2 separate regions of the Lactuca sativa genome follow, and region 1 is linked to region 2. A link is a contact called in public Hi-C data. All regions are on one chromosome and are shown on one strand. Each heading gives the region's core, a stretch centred on a gene start, on an enhancer-like site or on the middle of the called end of the contact. The rest is flanking DNA. Distances are from core to core; before and after follow the strand shown. Region 1 holds the start of LOC111885663 (extensin). Region 2 holds the start of LOC111885670 (truncated transcription factor CAULIFLOWER A).

Evidence for each region. A called contact is a pair of places that touch in the nucleus more often than the background predicts.
Region 1: a Hi-C map of leaf shows a contact between it and region 2, with 3 times the contacts expected there. The contact joins the promoter of LOC111885663 here to the promoter of LOC111885670 in region 2. A contact is called at or near these places in 2 of 4 Hi-C or Micro-C datasets (leaf and seed).

What each region holds. Positions count from the first base shown.
Region 1 is chr4:383,233,136-383,240,696 of Lsat_Salinas_v11, reverse strand. LOC111885663 (extensin) reads right to left here and starts at 1,289. Exons shown (of 2, transcript XM_023881911.3): 1 at 1,096-1,289; 2 at 1-1,008. The coding sequence starts at 1,264. The coding sequence ends at 170.
Region 2 is chr4:383,061,146-383,068,142 of Lsat_Salinas_v11, reverse strand. LOC111885670 (truncated transcription factor CAULIFLOWER A) reads right to left here and starts at 1,930. Exons shown (of 8, transcript XM_023881924.3): 1 at 1,382-1,930. The coding sequence starts at 1,566.

The DNA.
Region 1 (7,561 bases), core at 40-2,539, 170 kb before region 2:
TAATTGGATCTCAAAAATTTTAAACTATTTATAGGAATCCCAACCATTTTACCATGTACGATTTATTCATGCTACAATTACAATACCCATAATTGTAATACGCGCGTATGTATGGAAAGGTTACTTCAAAAGGTTATGCAGTAATAATATTAAATATATACGAGTTTAATCAAGGGGAGGTTTTCGCCGGTGGGACTCCTGGTACCGGAGGTACTGGAGGTAGCGGAGGTAGCGGAGGTAGTGGAGGCAGAGGAATTGGGAACGCCGGCGGTGGTGGCGGCGGCGGTGATGGAATCAAACCTGGTACAGGTGGAAAGGGCAATGGTGGAAACATCGATGATGGTGGTGATGGAACGAGGGGAGGAAACAATGATGGTGGTGTTGATGGAACGAGGGGAGGGAACAGTGACGGTGGTGGTGTTGGAATGACGGGAGGAATCAATGACGGCGGCGATGGCACAAACGGCAGCGGTGGGAACAGTGGCGGTGGAAACGGGAAACCAAAACTTTTTTGATCGGCCAATCTATCGGATTCCGATGATTTTTGGCGGGTAACAGGTGGAAGTGGAATACCAGGGAGCTGTGGTAGCGGGGGAATTAGAGGTGGCATGGGTACATCCGGCACCGGAAGAGGAGGTAAAATACCTCCACCGATCGGCGGCAAGAACGGCGCAGGAATATCAGGAAGCGCCGGTGGAAAACCTTTTCCGATAGTATCTTTCTGGTTACACAATTCGGGCTTAAAAGTGAAAAACCCAGCTGAGAAAACATGAGTCCCCGCCTTCTTCGACTTAAAACGAATCTCCGACGATGTGGCGGTGGCAGCCACCGCACAGTACGGCTGGCCGCTGCTAATCAATCTCACTGAACACCCTTTGATTTTCTCCACACTTCTACCAACTGAAACCGGCAGTTTAGCTTCAAACTCACCCTTCTCGTTCGTCTTCACTTCTACCCGGAAACTCTGCTTCCCACCATCGCCGCCGCATTCCACCGCCACCTTCGCACCTAAACAAACAATACAACACCCATTAACAAAAAAAACCCCCTAGATAAACCAATATACGTACATATCACAAGATGAACGACAAGAACCTGAAATGAAATGGGTGGATTTGGATACTTTTTGACGGAAGCAAGTGTCACAATAGACAGTTCCGACGACAATGGCTGGAGAGTGCAGCTGTTTCCGGTGTCTGGCATCCGCGACGCCATTAATGGAGAAACAAAGGAGCACCACCATGAATGAAACCCATGAAGACATTCTGGAAATTGTGTAAGTTCTACTGGTGAAGAAGCAGTTGTTTTTATAGGGGAATTATTCACGAGGGTTTGGATTCATTATGTCAATCATGCAAAAACCAGTATAACTCCAAACCAAACTAGCAGTGAATGAGCTATTCAGCTATTGTAAAAAAAACATCGTAACCGCAAAAGAAACAGTTTTGACATAAATTAATATTGGAACTCACGATCTTTAAATTTGTTCCGAAATTTAGACTTTTTTATTTAATGATAACAAATTTTGATTATTTTCGGTTTATTTCTATTTAATATTTTTTTTATTGATAATAATATTTTTCTATCCTATCAATCCTTCTACCCATTTAAATGATGATATGTGTTATATTAATATCCTAAAATATCATTAAATCTCATTAAATGAGCATTAATTATTACACATGTCACCATTTTATGGTGTAGGAGGATATATAGGAACAAAAAGTAGGAGAATATTTAATTTCTCATTTTTTTTTTAATTTCTGCTTAATTATAATTTTTGTATTATAATTTACCCAAATAATAAGATATTATAATTTATCTTTATTTGATACTAAGTTACTAACTTCCAGATTCTACTACTGTTCTTTTGAATTATTGGATTTAATTTAAGTTTTTCAGTCTCTTGAGTTGACATTTATGTCTTGAAACATTTAGTGATATTTTTTTGGTAAAAACATATTCGTCGACAAAAGATCAAACTGAATGAAATTTAGACGACATAGTATTAACTGTCATTTAACATTTTTTTTTATATTACAACAAACAAAATAAAACATAATAACCAAATTTCCTAAGTTTTTTTTCTACAAAATAAGCAAAAATCAGATAAAATTAACTATAATGGCCACAATTTCGCAGACACCATCTATTAAAATCTAGGTTCCTCCATTTTTTTTTGAGATTTTTTCAGTTCACTATTGTGATTGATCGAGATGGCCCGGTGATTGTTATGAAGTCTATATTCGAAATTTATAAAACAAATCTTCATATTTTTTCATCGAATAACCTAGTTTGGAGTTACAAAAATTTGACTTTCCTTACATCCAAATTAGGAGTGTAATATGTTTATGAATATCCTTTGTTACAAAGAACACAATAAAAAAAAATCAATCCAAAGGAAGTTTGTATGCAAAATTTATGAATGATCAAAAGTTAACTTTGTTTGCTTGTTTGTTTTTTTAATATTTTTTTCACCAAATAGTCTACTTTGAAGTTAATAAAATATGATTTTGCAACATCCAAATTTAAAATGTAATATGTCCATAGAAAGTTGTTAGAAAGAGCATAATAAAAAACATTTTAGCTCAAAAAATTTCTATAAAATATGAAAAAGTTATGAATATTTGAAACTGGAAAATAAAAATGATTTCATACGTGAATTTTTTTTCATTTTTTTGCCATTTTGTAGAAAAACCTTGAAATTTTGGCTATTATGATTATTTTCTCAATAAAATAAGGTCTTTAAAGCACTTGCATATTTTTCAAGTGGTTTTCAAACTATTTGACTTATTCTTTCGTTAATCAATCTTTTAATCTTATCTATTTGATCATTAACAACCTTTTTATTTTTGGAGTTTCACTATTTTCGTAGCATGGGTTGAACTTTTAATCTTATCTATTTAATCATTAACAACCTTTTAATTTTTGGAGTTTCACTATTTTGGTAGCATGGGTTGAAGCTAGCCACTTTAATAATCATATTATTTTGTTGGTATATTGGTTGGAAATGTGAGTAGCTCCAAAGTAGGCAAATGCGACCCAAATCATTCACGGGAGTGTTACGTTGGCCACAGATTCCATGAGGGTTGTCAGGCTAAGGATTGTATCATGGCTATCATTTGAACATTCTTGGATAAAATAAATCATTCATCATACTTCTATCTCGACACGTGTCAATTACAAGACTTAATACGTGAAGTACAAATGTTAATGCTTGATACTAATTACTAAATTTTGTAGCATGAAGGACAAAGGGATTAATTTGAAACGGGGATATGGTGAAGAGTTCACTGTTCACATGCATCGCTTTTACGTAAATGGTTGTGTTCGTTGTAGCATGTCGGTCTTGCTACTTATGTATGTACTTAATGCAGCAGGTATAGTACATGAGAAAACTGATAGAAATTTTTTCATGATAGTTCGTTAACTCACTTGATTTATTTTTTATAGGCATGGGTTTAATCCACACGATTGAACTAGTTGGGAATTCTTTTAGGAATGTGGAACTTATAAAGTATTAAAATTTTAGTAACTACTATCACATCCTTTTTTGAGATCGGACTAATTAAAAAGATTTAAGGAGGACAAAGATGTGGTTTTTGGAAAGAAAAAAAACATATGCCACCATGTGGTTGGTTGATGACAACGACGTGGAATGAGACTAAAGTGACACGTGTCCTGATGGACACCACGACATAACGACTGATGCAGGTCAAGCCTACAATTTTTAGGGTTTCCTTCATATTTAATGACCTTAACTTTAGGGTTAGGTCATTCTCTTCAGCATCCACCTTTCTATCTCGAAAACCCTAGCCTCATTTGAGCGTTCTTGATGTGTTCTTGGAGTTCTTGACGTTTGAAGCCTTGGATTGCACCTTGAGAAGAAGAAAAATGTGTGATTGCTAATTGGAAGAGTGTATCTACTTTAGATATTGCATCTCGTGCATCTTATGGAACTTGGGAAGGTATAAAGCCTCCGCGTTTATCATTCTATTCTCTTATTTCATGCCTTGAAGTACTTTAAAGGAATGTTCTTGGAGTTTTAGGAAACTCTAGAACCTTAGGCTTGTTTGGTGACCATCTTTTGGCCTTATATGATGGAAAAAGTGTTAACTCATGGTCCCCTTTGTTCAATGCACATGTTTTGGTCATATTAAGGACTTATTGACTTAGGGTTTAAGATCTTGACTTGTGGTAAGGTCCTAATGGATAAAGTTGGAAACTTTATCTATTAAATTACTAAGAAGAATCATATCTGGAAGTTTGAGCCTTGATCTGTAAGGATTAAACTCTTAATGAGAATGACTTTTAGCAATAACCACTACGTGGACAAGAGGTCACCAGGTCATGGTGGGGTTCAGCCTCGCGACTCTGCACAACTAAGAGGTGGCTGTTAACCTTGGTTGACCGTTGAATTTTGTTGACCATTGAACATTGACTTTTTACCAGTTTGACCTTAAGTTAAACTTGAAGGAATTGAGTTCTTAATTGAGGATTGATCTTTATTTGGTTTTAGTCGGTTTGTGGGATTGGTCAGTGCAAGGAATGAGAGTGTTGTTGTGCTTCTCCGATTCTTCGGTTCAGGTGAGTTTCTCACTATGCCACGTATCCCACTGTATATCCTTTGCATGGTAGAACAGAGGTATTGTTAGAGTACGATATCTAGTTTACTAGGATAACTCCTTGTTATGCATGTGTAGTTTAGGACACTTGGTGTCATGGTATGCTAGACCGGTAGGGTCTTGCCTGTTGTTTGTATGATACTATTAGGAGTTATGTTTGGTTAGGGTAACTGGGAAAGGCCAGTTACCAAGATTTGTATAATTGACTAGCGAAGGACTTATTAAAGAATTGGTTAATTGCAGGGTAATTAGAGAGGACTAATTACCAAGGGTATGTAATATGCTAATATATGTTATGTGTTTATGTTACATGTGTAACATCCCAAAACCATAGTAAAATTTTTCATTTTTGGAATAGAATAAACACCCATTTTATAAAGTTACATTAACAGTCAAACCATTTGTTCATAAATCATAATTCAAAATTAGAGTTATAAGGAAAACATTACGGAATCTCGAAACATAAAATCATTGATGTGCGTGTGTACAGTCCCGCCTTCAAAATCTGAAAAGTATCTGAAAAACATTTGAATCCACAACTATAAGCCAAAGCTTAGTGAGTTCCCCCAAAATACCTCATACAACAATACACATACAATGCATGCACACATGAGCCTACAGTTTGCCTGGACTGCCTCGTAAGGCTAACAGGATGCCTGGACTGTTCTACCGAGCCTATAGTCTACTGGCACACCTAGCAAGGCCTACAATAGCTAGATTGATCCCTTGGGCCTACAGTCTGACTGGACCACCTCGCAAGGCCTACAATACACTGGACTGCCCGAGTGTCTTGACCTACAACACAAAGTAGGACCGCCTCAACCCCACTAACCACAATATATAGACATATGCACATAAACAAATAAATAGATAATAGTGAGCAATACAAGTAATCATAACAGATATATCAATCAAACAGATCACTAAAACATACCAACACTCTACACACAAGGAAACATATTGTAGTAAAAAGTATAGTGAGAAAACTCACCTGAGCTATCTAGCAGAAGCTTAACAACAAACCTCGACAATCAGAACAACTAACACAAGCTACCTAATGTGAAACCGAGACTAGATCTTAGATAAACACTCAATTCTACCAAGGTTTGACCAAAAGTCAAATTGTTCAAAAAGTAAATGATCAACGGTGAAAGTCAACACCCCAAAAGACAACTTTGTTGGCCACTATGTCGTGACCCATCATTTGCCACGACGTGGCAATCTCCGGACAAAACGGTTACGAGAACTTCATATGTCACGAAGTGGTGAACATATAGCCACGTCGTATAAATTGATCTTGGAAAACTTAATAGATTAATCCCTTAATCCATTAAGCTACACAATCATCTTTGAAAGATCTTGTATGCTCAAGAATCATATTAAAATGATATTGCTAATTAACATATGATACTAATGGGTCACACTAATAATAACTTGATATAATTTATTATTTATTAGAAACTGATTTTAATAAATATTCAATAAAATCTTATAATTAATTGAAAATTATTTAATTCTTGGAAATAATAATTTTTTATTAGCAAGTAACATAATATATCATATGTTATGATTTATTAAGTCATGTACATTATTTTGGACTAGAAAGACTTTTGTCTTTTAGCCAAAAGCCAAACTTTATATTTTATAAAAGAAGTTTACAAAATTTATAAACTTTTATCTTCTTTATTTATAAGAAAGAATAAAAGAAACATGACCTTTTGATTTGTTTAATAAAAAACATGGCTATTTCTTAAAGACATAGAGGATAAGTTCTTTTTTTGACATGTGTGCTTAATTGGTTAAGGACTCATGTATATTGTTTTAAATTTAAGAGAGTGCATGAAAGACTTTTATTTTTGATCTTTTTACATGCCAAAACCATGAGTATGCTTGGCATACTCATTCTCTCATGTTTTTGCTTTTACACTTGAAAGAACACCTGCATGTTTCTCTCTTTAAGTTCATACATTGGTTATAAACTTAAAGCTTAAGAGTTTTACAATACCATCATCTTAAATTAAGTCGAGTTATTGTTGGTGTCTCAAAGGTTCATCCATTCTCCATCAACTTCCAAGCCTCCCTTAGAGGATCCAAAGTCTACAAAGGTTGTTAAACTCTTCTTCTTCTTCTTCTTTTGTGCTTGTTTTAATTCCAAACTTTGCAAGAAGATCCATGATTGGTTATAAACTTGTTTTATGTTGTTCAAAATCAAAGTCTTCCATTCCAATATCTTGTGTTTTTTGAAACTATTTTTGAATAAAAACCCAACAATTAGTATCAGAGACACATTACAAGTTTGGTTAGAATTTATGATTTTTGGAAATCTTAGTTTTTGGAGAATATGGATAACTTGTTTTTGCATAAAAATAAGTTCATAATATTTTCTTTGACAACTTCTTACTTGTTATTTTATATGACAAAAACTTACATGTATTTTTTGTCACTTAAAGTTGTCTTATAAAAACAAAGGTTGTTTTATTTTTATATGTATTTTTATAGTGCATAAACAAGCATTGGACCATTTGTGTTGTTGTTTGTGTGATTTGGTTAAAAATGGTTTGTGATATTATTTTATTCATAAAATATCTAATAATAATAGCTACTTTTTATTCTTGTTATTTTATGTAATAGATTAGTTTTAGACTAGATTTATTTTATAAAATATGTAACAAGATGAAGATGGAGGTCATTTCTTGAAGAACCATGGAGACCCACGGTTTTATGAACATTTTATAAAAGTTCATAACTTTTATAAAATCTTTATAAAATTGCAACAAATTTGGTTGTCATTGCAAGTGAGAGCTTGAAGATCACATGAAGAACAAGTTGTTATATTTGGTCCCTTTATCCCTTAGGAATGACTTAACACTTTTGTGTTGGCTCACAAAAGTGTTAACTAGATCAATGTTTGTTTATGTTAAATGCATTCTTGTGTT
Region 2 (6,997 bases), core at 681-3,180:
TTTCTAAGACAATTATATACAATAAATCTGAAACTTGGTTATCACTTATATATGTGATCTTGATTGGTTGATAACAATAGAATGTCGCTTTTTGAGTAAGGTTACTTAATTGTCACATTATAATTATTTGTTCACTGACTAACAATTATACTTTTAATTATTAATTATGAATCTAAAATATTTTAGATGGTTTATAGTCAATATGTATCGAATTAAGATTCTAAAAGCATGAGTGTTTGATTTTATTTGTAGTGTAAAAGGATATGAAAGACATTGTAATTAATAAGGAGAAAAATCAATGTACCTAATTAAGATAAACAGTATTTATGATATTCACGAGTGGCTAAAACAATTTTTTTTTGTTTATAATCTAAAACATAAGATGTACAATTCAGTAACAATTTACATATATATTTATTTGCACATAATACACATAATAACGACATATTAATAATTTCTTAACATATTAATATTTCTTTATCGATAATAGCAATATTTATTTATAATAAAACATGTAATATTTTCTAAGTTGCTGGCTATATATTGTACTATATATAGATAAATCGTAAATATAAGTACTTTGTTATTAAGTACATTACTATTGGCTGTAATTTCCTATATTGTTTAATAATTAAAACTCATTTTAGCTATATAAATTTTATCTTAATTAAAAAATCGTACATAAAATTTCCATCATAGCAGAAAATAACTTTTCTTTGAGAAACCAAAAAATAGTACAGAATACAGATCTAATTAATTAATGATTTGTTTATAAAATATAAACCCAAAAAACAATAGTGTACTTGGCACGTTTATACATAACTATTCACTATTACATTTAGCTTTTAACATCCTAATCAACCATAGATTTCAGGAAAATGAACAGTTTGAAAAAGATAATGTATCAATTAATTAAGCTATGATCTTCTGTTAATCTATAGAAATTATTCATTCTTACATATGATTCTTTTACCATTATAAGGAACAGAAACATAATTATGATGTTTTGAAAGCTCAATAGTTACATAAAAAAAAAAGATATAATTAACTGTTTTATTAAAAAAACTATTATATTTACCAGAAAAAACTTGTTCGTTTGATTTAGGATATGCGTGGATGAATGCTGATCTCGTTCTCATAAATGTAACCAGTGATTTCTATTTCAGCTAACATTCGAATCGAGGGTTCAGAGCTGATAGTAATGATTTATAACTTGATGATAAGTTTTTTGAACAAATCGAAGCATGCAGTAACAAAGAAAACGTGAAATTTCAAAACCAGACGCCATTGACGTACGGAATACGGGAAAAGATTACGCCATGAAACTGTATGGAGATCGACTAGAGTGAGGGAGATTGAAGTAGAAGAAGATGAATGATACCTGGAGTGAGTAGAGTACTCAAACAATTTCCCTCTGGAAGAGAAAACGATGAGAGCAACATGAGCATCACAGAGAACAGAGATCTCATGCGCTTTCTTCAGTAATCCTGTTCTTCGCTTCGAGAACGTGACTTGTCTGCTTATTTTGTTCTCGATCCGCTTCAATTGCACTCTCCCTCTCCCCATTTTTGATTTCCCTTCTTTCTTCTTCTACTTACTGTTGTTCGTTGAGAAAAAGCAAAGAGTTGAATTCAAATCCCTTGATTGTGTCATCAAACGAACCAAAAAAGGAAAGGATCCATGAAATTGAGCAGCAGAACGAAAGAGGAATGGTGTTTGGATAGCAGTTGTTTATTCTATTTTGGTGGTGTATGTTTATAAGAGAAAAAGGAAGGTGGTTTGATCGAAAACCATGGTGGTTTCAGAGGAAATGTTTGTCGAATTCTGATTGGCTCGTAGTACTCATGTGTCGTTTTCAATTGCTTCTTTTAGGTCTATATGAGGAATTTTTCTCAAATTAATATGTTAATTATAAGGGCGCATAATCTAGGAAAAATCTTTAAAAAAAAAAAAACCACTACATTTTTAATAATTTATCACAACAGCATGTTTAGCTTTTCTTTTAAAAAGACATTCATATTTATTAATTTTATAAAAAAAAACATTTATGTATAAAAGACTTATAAAACAACAAAGTTTTAAAAATATATATTTTATTTTCATAATATAATGAAAATTTTAAAAATATAATTAAAAATTTGTTAACCACTAAAGATGAGAGATATCTACTAGAAAAATGAGTTTCCTACGAAAATATCCTAGGTAATTTCCTGGAAATATATTTACTTGAAATTTTTTTAAGAAAAAATAGCTTTGGAAATGCTTCAACTTCAGACAAAAAATATGTCATCTGTAATTCTTTGGAATTTTCTTCGGAAATCCCTCGTAAAAAGTTTCGTAAGAGAGTTTTAGGAGCCCATAACTTTTCATCGGCATTTCTTTAGAAATATCAATTTTCTAGGAATTTCTAAGGAAATTGTCATTTGGAAAAGACATTTTCTTTTAGTAGCGTAGAACGCTAATGAGTTTTACTAAAATAAAATTGATTTTTTTTTTTATTTTTGACATTGGAAATACCAAACAACCGCTTTTCTGTTTCGTTTATTTTTTTTATGTTGGTTTGTTTTTCTTTTAGTAGCGTGAGAACGCTAATGAGTTTTACAAAAATAAAATTGATTTTTTTTTATTTTTGACATGGGAAATACCAAACAACCGCTTTTCTGTTTCGTTTATTTTTTTTATGTTGGTTTGTTTTTCTATTGGTTTTATTTTAAGGTTGTAAAAATCGTTCGACAGTAGCTCAACGGTCGACTGAGTTAAATGATTAATCGGTCTAGATAGAGATTAATCGAGGACCATATATTATTATTAAAATATTAAAATTAATCAAAGATTAATATATCTTAAGAAAACAAGTATTTACTTTAAAATTAAAAATTAAGAAAATTTAAGAACTAAAATTTAAAAAATACGAAAATATAAACATTTTGACATAATATTTGAAATTTTGGAGAAAAAAAATGTATTTTTTTAATTTTTTTTTGAATTTTATTGACATTTTTTTTACTTTTGTTGACCGAATAATACCACCAAACCTGATTAATCCCTAATTTCCATCAAAAACTCATAATCCCAATCTGTTGGAGAACGTCAAGTGATTAATCCACGATTAATTCCGATTTCTGCAACCTTATTTTATATATAAGAAACCAAATTAAATATAGAAAATCGGTTATCCTGAAATCAAAAAACCAAACAATTAATTTTTTATTTTATTTTTTTTTTGTTTTCGTTTTTGCTATGGTTTTGATTTTTATGAACTGCCTTATTAATCACCAACTTCACATTTTGTTCGATCATAATAAATACGGCATACCATATGAAACAGAATCATCATAGTTTAAAAGTATAGAAAATGTCTTCGAGTAGATATTTTATGTATATATACCAAAGGGTTTCTAGCCCAACGGTATCAGGTGGTGCCCTCTCTCTTTGAGGTCGGGAGTTCAAGTCTCGTCGTGGATATAGGTGGAATTAGGTGTTAGTTTAAGAGTAGATTAAATATATATGTATTTGTCGGTTCAAAAAAAAAGTTCGATATATATATATATATATATATATATATATATATATATATATATATATATATATATATATATATATGTATATATATATATATATATGTGTGTGTGTGTGTGTGCGCGTGTGTGTGCGATACGTCATATTTATGTGTAAGATAAAAATGAATAATTGAGGATTTCGGCAGCGCTTCGCTTCGTACTTTAAAAAGACCTAGACACATAAAGAGTTAAGCCTTAGTCTAGTTTTGTAATATTGGTGACTATAATGATAATAATCTAGATTCCTCATTAATCCCAATATCTACATCAAGATCTATCAAGTAAGGATCAACCATGTAGGACAGTTGGGAGGCAGAACCATTTCGGTTTATAGTCTTTCTAAAATATAACACCTAAGCCAACGTGACCATTCTAGACACCGCTCTTGTAAGTAGATCAATCAGTATAATGACTTGAAATTATTGATAAATCTTATTTATAGGTTCATAATAACGACTTATGATTATAAATACAAGTTACACTGAAAGAAATAGACTGTAGCTTAACTTACAAGGATTTCTAGCGAATGGTCGGGAATTATACTGGCAGAATTTCAACGCGAGAGCTTCTATTTGTCGGGCTCTTTGATGCCTAAAGCCTTGCTAAACACCCCTAAGGACTAGAAGGACTTGGACTTAAGAAGAAAGAAATCTTGGAGCAAATGGATTTGCAAGATGTAAGCAAATGAGGGATTTTCACAACTTATTTATAAGCTGCCAAGAAGGTTTATGCCCAACGTAATTTTAGGTTACACTCAGCGTGATGGGTACACCCAACATAATTTAGGGCTACGCCTAATGTAGTGGCGCGGGCAACAAGCAAATACGTATGTATATTTTAAATCTTAAAAAATTCATAACTTTTGCATACGAGCTCTGTTCTGACATTCTTTTTTATCCATGCTTAGCTATCGACGAGATCTACAACTATCGTTTAGACTCCGTTGGCTAATTTAGAATTCATTTTTAAAGTTATATTTTTAACTAGCTTAGACTGTTAAAGCCTGTTAAAAATTCGTAAATCTCTCGTCTGATGTCTGTTGTCGACTGTATTTATATTGTTGAACTCCTATTAACGAGGTCTTGAATTCTCGTTTAGATCGTTTCAACTAAAATTCAACCGATCTAAAATTCGGTTTGTGAGTTGTATACTACTATGCTAAATCTTAGAAAAATCATAACTTCCTCTTACAAAATCAAATTTGAACGTTCTATATATATATATATATACGCTCTTGGTTTAATAACTACTACGACTTCCGTTAAAACCTCATAGGCTAAAAAGTAATTTATCAAAAATTCACTTTTTACGATACACAGTGTTATACCGGTTTAATCGTGAAACTTCGAAGAAGCATAACTTCTTCATACAAAGTCGGATTTTAGCATTTTTTATATGAACATAATCATTGTCACATATACTATAACTTTTGTTAAGATTATTTGTCCTAAATAATCTTCTATTAAAAAGTCATTTTTAATGTTTATTAACTCTAAATTGACTAGCCTGAATCTATGACCTCTACAATTATCCCCTTCCATTAGGATGATTACGTCCCAGAATTATCAGCAAAACAAGGCTTGTATAAGGACTCCACACGTTTCCTTTCCATCCTAGGTGATAATCGTAACTATCATGTATTTTCTAACGAGTTTCTAATTTTACACTTCTTGACTGCTGATGGTGTTGCACCTACTCTTCTTTCTAAATTCGGTCTCTATTGGAGACTACTTGCTCCTTCTTGAGTAGACTTAAAATCTTTATTTTGACTGTCAGGTCGAAGGGTCATGTTCTAATGACTTCTCATCATATGATGCAATGGCTAGACTCAAGTCTCTTTGAGTCAGACTCTAACTCAAAGGATACCTTCCTTCATGTTCTAATGTGATATAATATCATTATAGCAGGTAGCAATCTCTGTCTATCGGTTATTAAGCTCTAATGACGATTTGCAATCTATATGTCGATTGCCTCAATCATTTCCTTCTTCGATCTTTGACTAAATTCGAACACTACATCGAATATGGTTCTCAAAACCAAGTATGTTACTTTACGAATATATCTTAGTCGGACTCGATTTGATATGACCACCAGGGTCGGAATAACAAACATCTTCTTTAGTCATTACCGAGACAAGGCTAATGATGGAAATGAACAAAATAGCTCAACTATTTAGAGACTCCGTCTTTGTGACTATCCCCGATCCAAGCGTGAGTCTTGTGCTTCCTGTAGTATAGACCTCTATTACCTTTCACACCTACTCATACTCATCCCAAGTATTGTCTCACAGTCCCTAAGTCGCCATATAATAAGACCAGACAACAACTTAACACATTGAGTCATATAATATAATTAGGGATTATATTACTTCTTGAAAAGCGATTACAAGATTTATTTATGATACATTCCTATTACATCATGCCACACACCCTAATACTACTCATCTTCTTCTTCTTCATATCCCATACTTGAATAATTCATCCTCTATTCCCGACCTATTGTTGTCTCATCAAGGATCATGGGATAGGCCATTGCCTTCAGCTTTAGCGGCATATTTTGCCTTGCTGCTTTGTTTTTCATTGGGTAGTTCTCCGAAATATGCCCACAATTTCCATATTCATAACATTTCTTGTTACTGAATGTACAATCTTTGGAATAGTAACCGGTCCTCGCACACTTATAACAAGTAACTTCTCCATCGTAGCCCTGTCAAAAATACCTGATACCCGAATTACCGGCCCGATTTTTTCGGGTATCGGGTAAATCGGGGTTACCTGATTTTTTCGGGTCGGGTAAAGGGTACATTTTTTGGGTTTCGGGTATACCCGAATTACCCAAATTATTTTAAAAATTCCTTTTTTTTGTAGAGCTTGTACTATATAGCAGGTATTTGATCACGCTTAAACTAAGTATCATTATTGTAAAACATAAATATATTTATTATGACAATACGACACTAACAATATTAAAAGTAATTTTTATATATCATCACATTCTTTAAAACTTAATTGTTTTCTAAATTATAGTTTTTATTACAACTAACAAACTCATTATCTTGACGAAACTTTAGAACATGGAAAAACTTATGGCTACATTTATCTTAAACATTTTAAACTTTTAAATTAAGATCTTTAGGTATTTGTTTTTTTAACATCTTATTAGATTAGATTAAGTTGTTAAAAAATTACTTGATATCTCATGTATTATTGACTAGAAAATCTCAATGTTCAAAGCGTGAGTAACTTCGTTTATGTCTCGTTTGTTTATATAAACAAAACTAATAAAGCACGACGTATTTATTTCATTAAATTTATTTTTAGGTGAAATTAAAAAAAACATATATTTCGGGTAATACCCGAATTACCCAAACCCGACCCGATACCCGAATTACCCGAATTTAGTTTGGGTAGGGTAACAGGTAATTTTTCTAACATGAA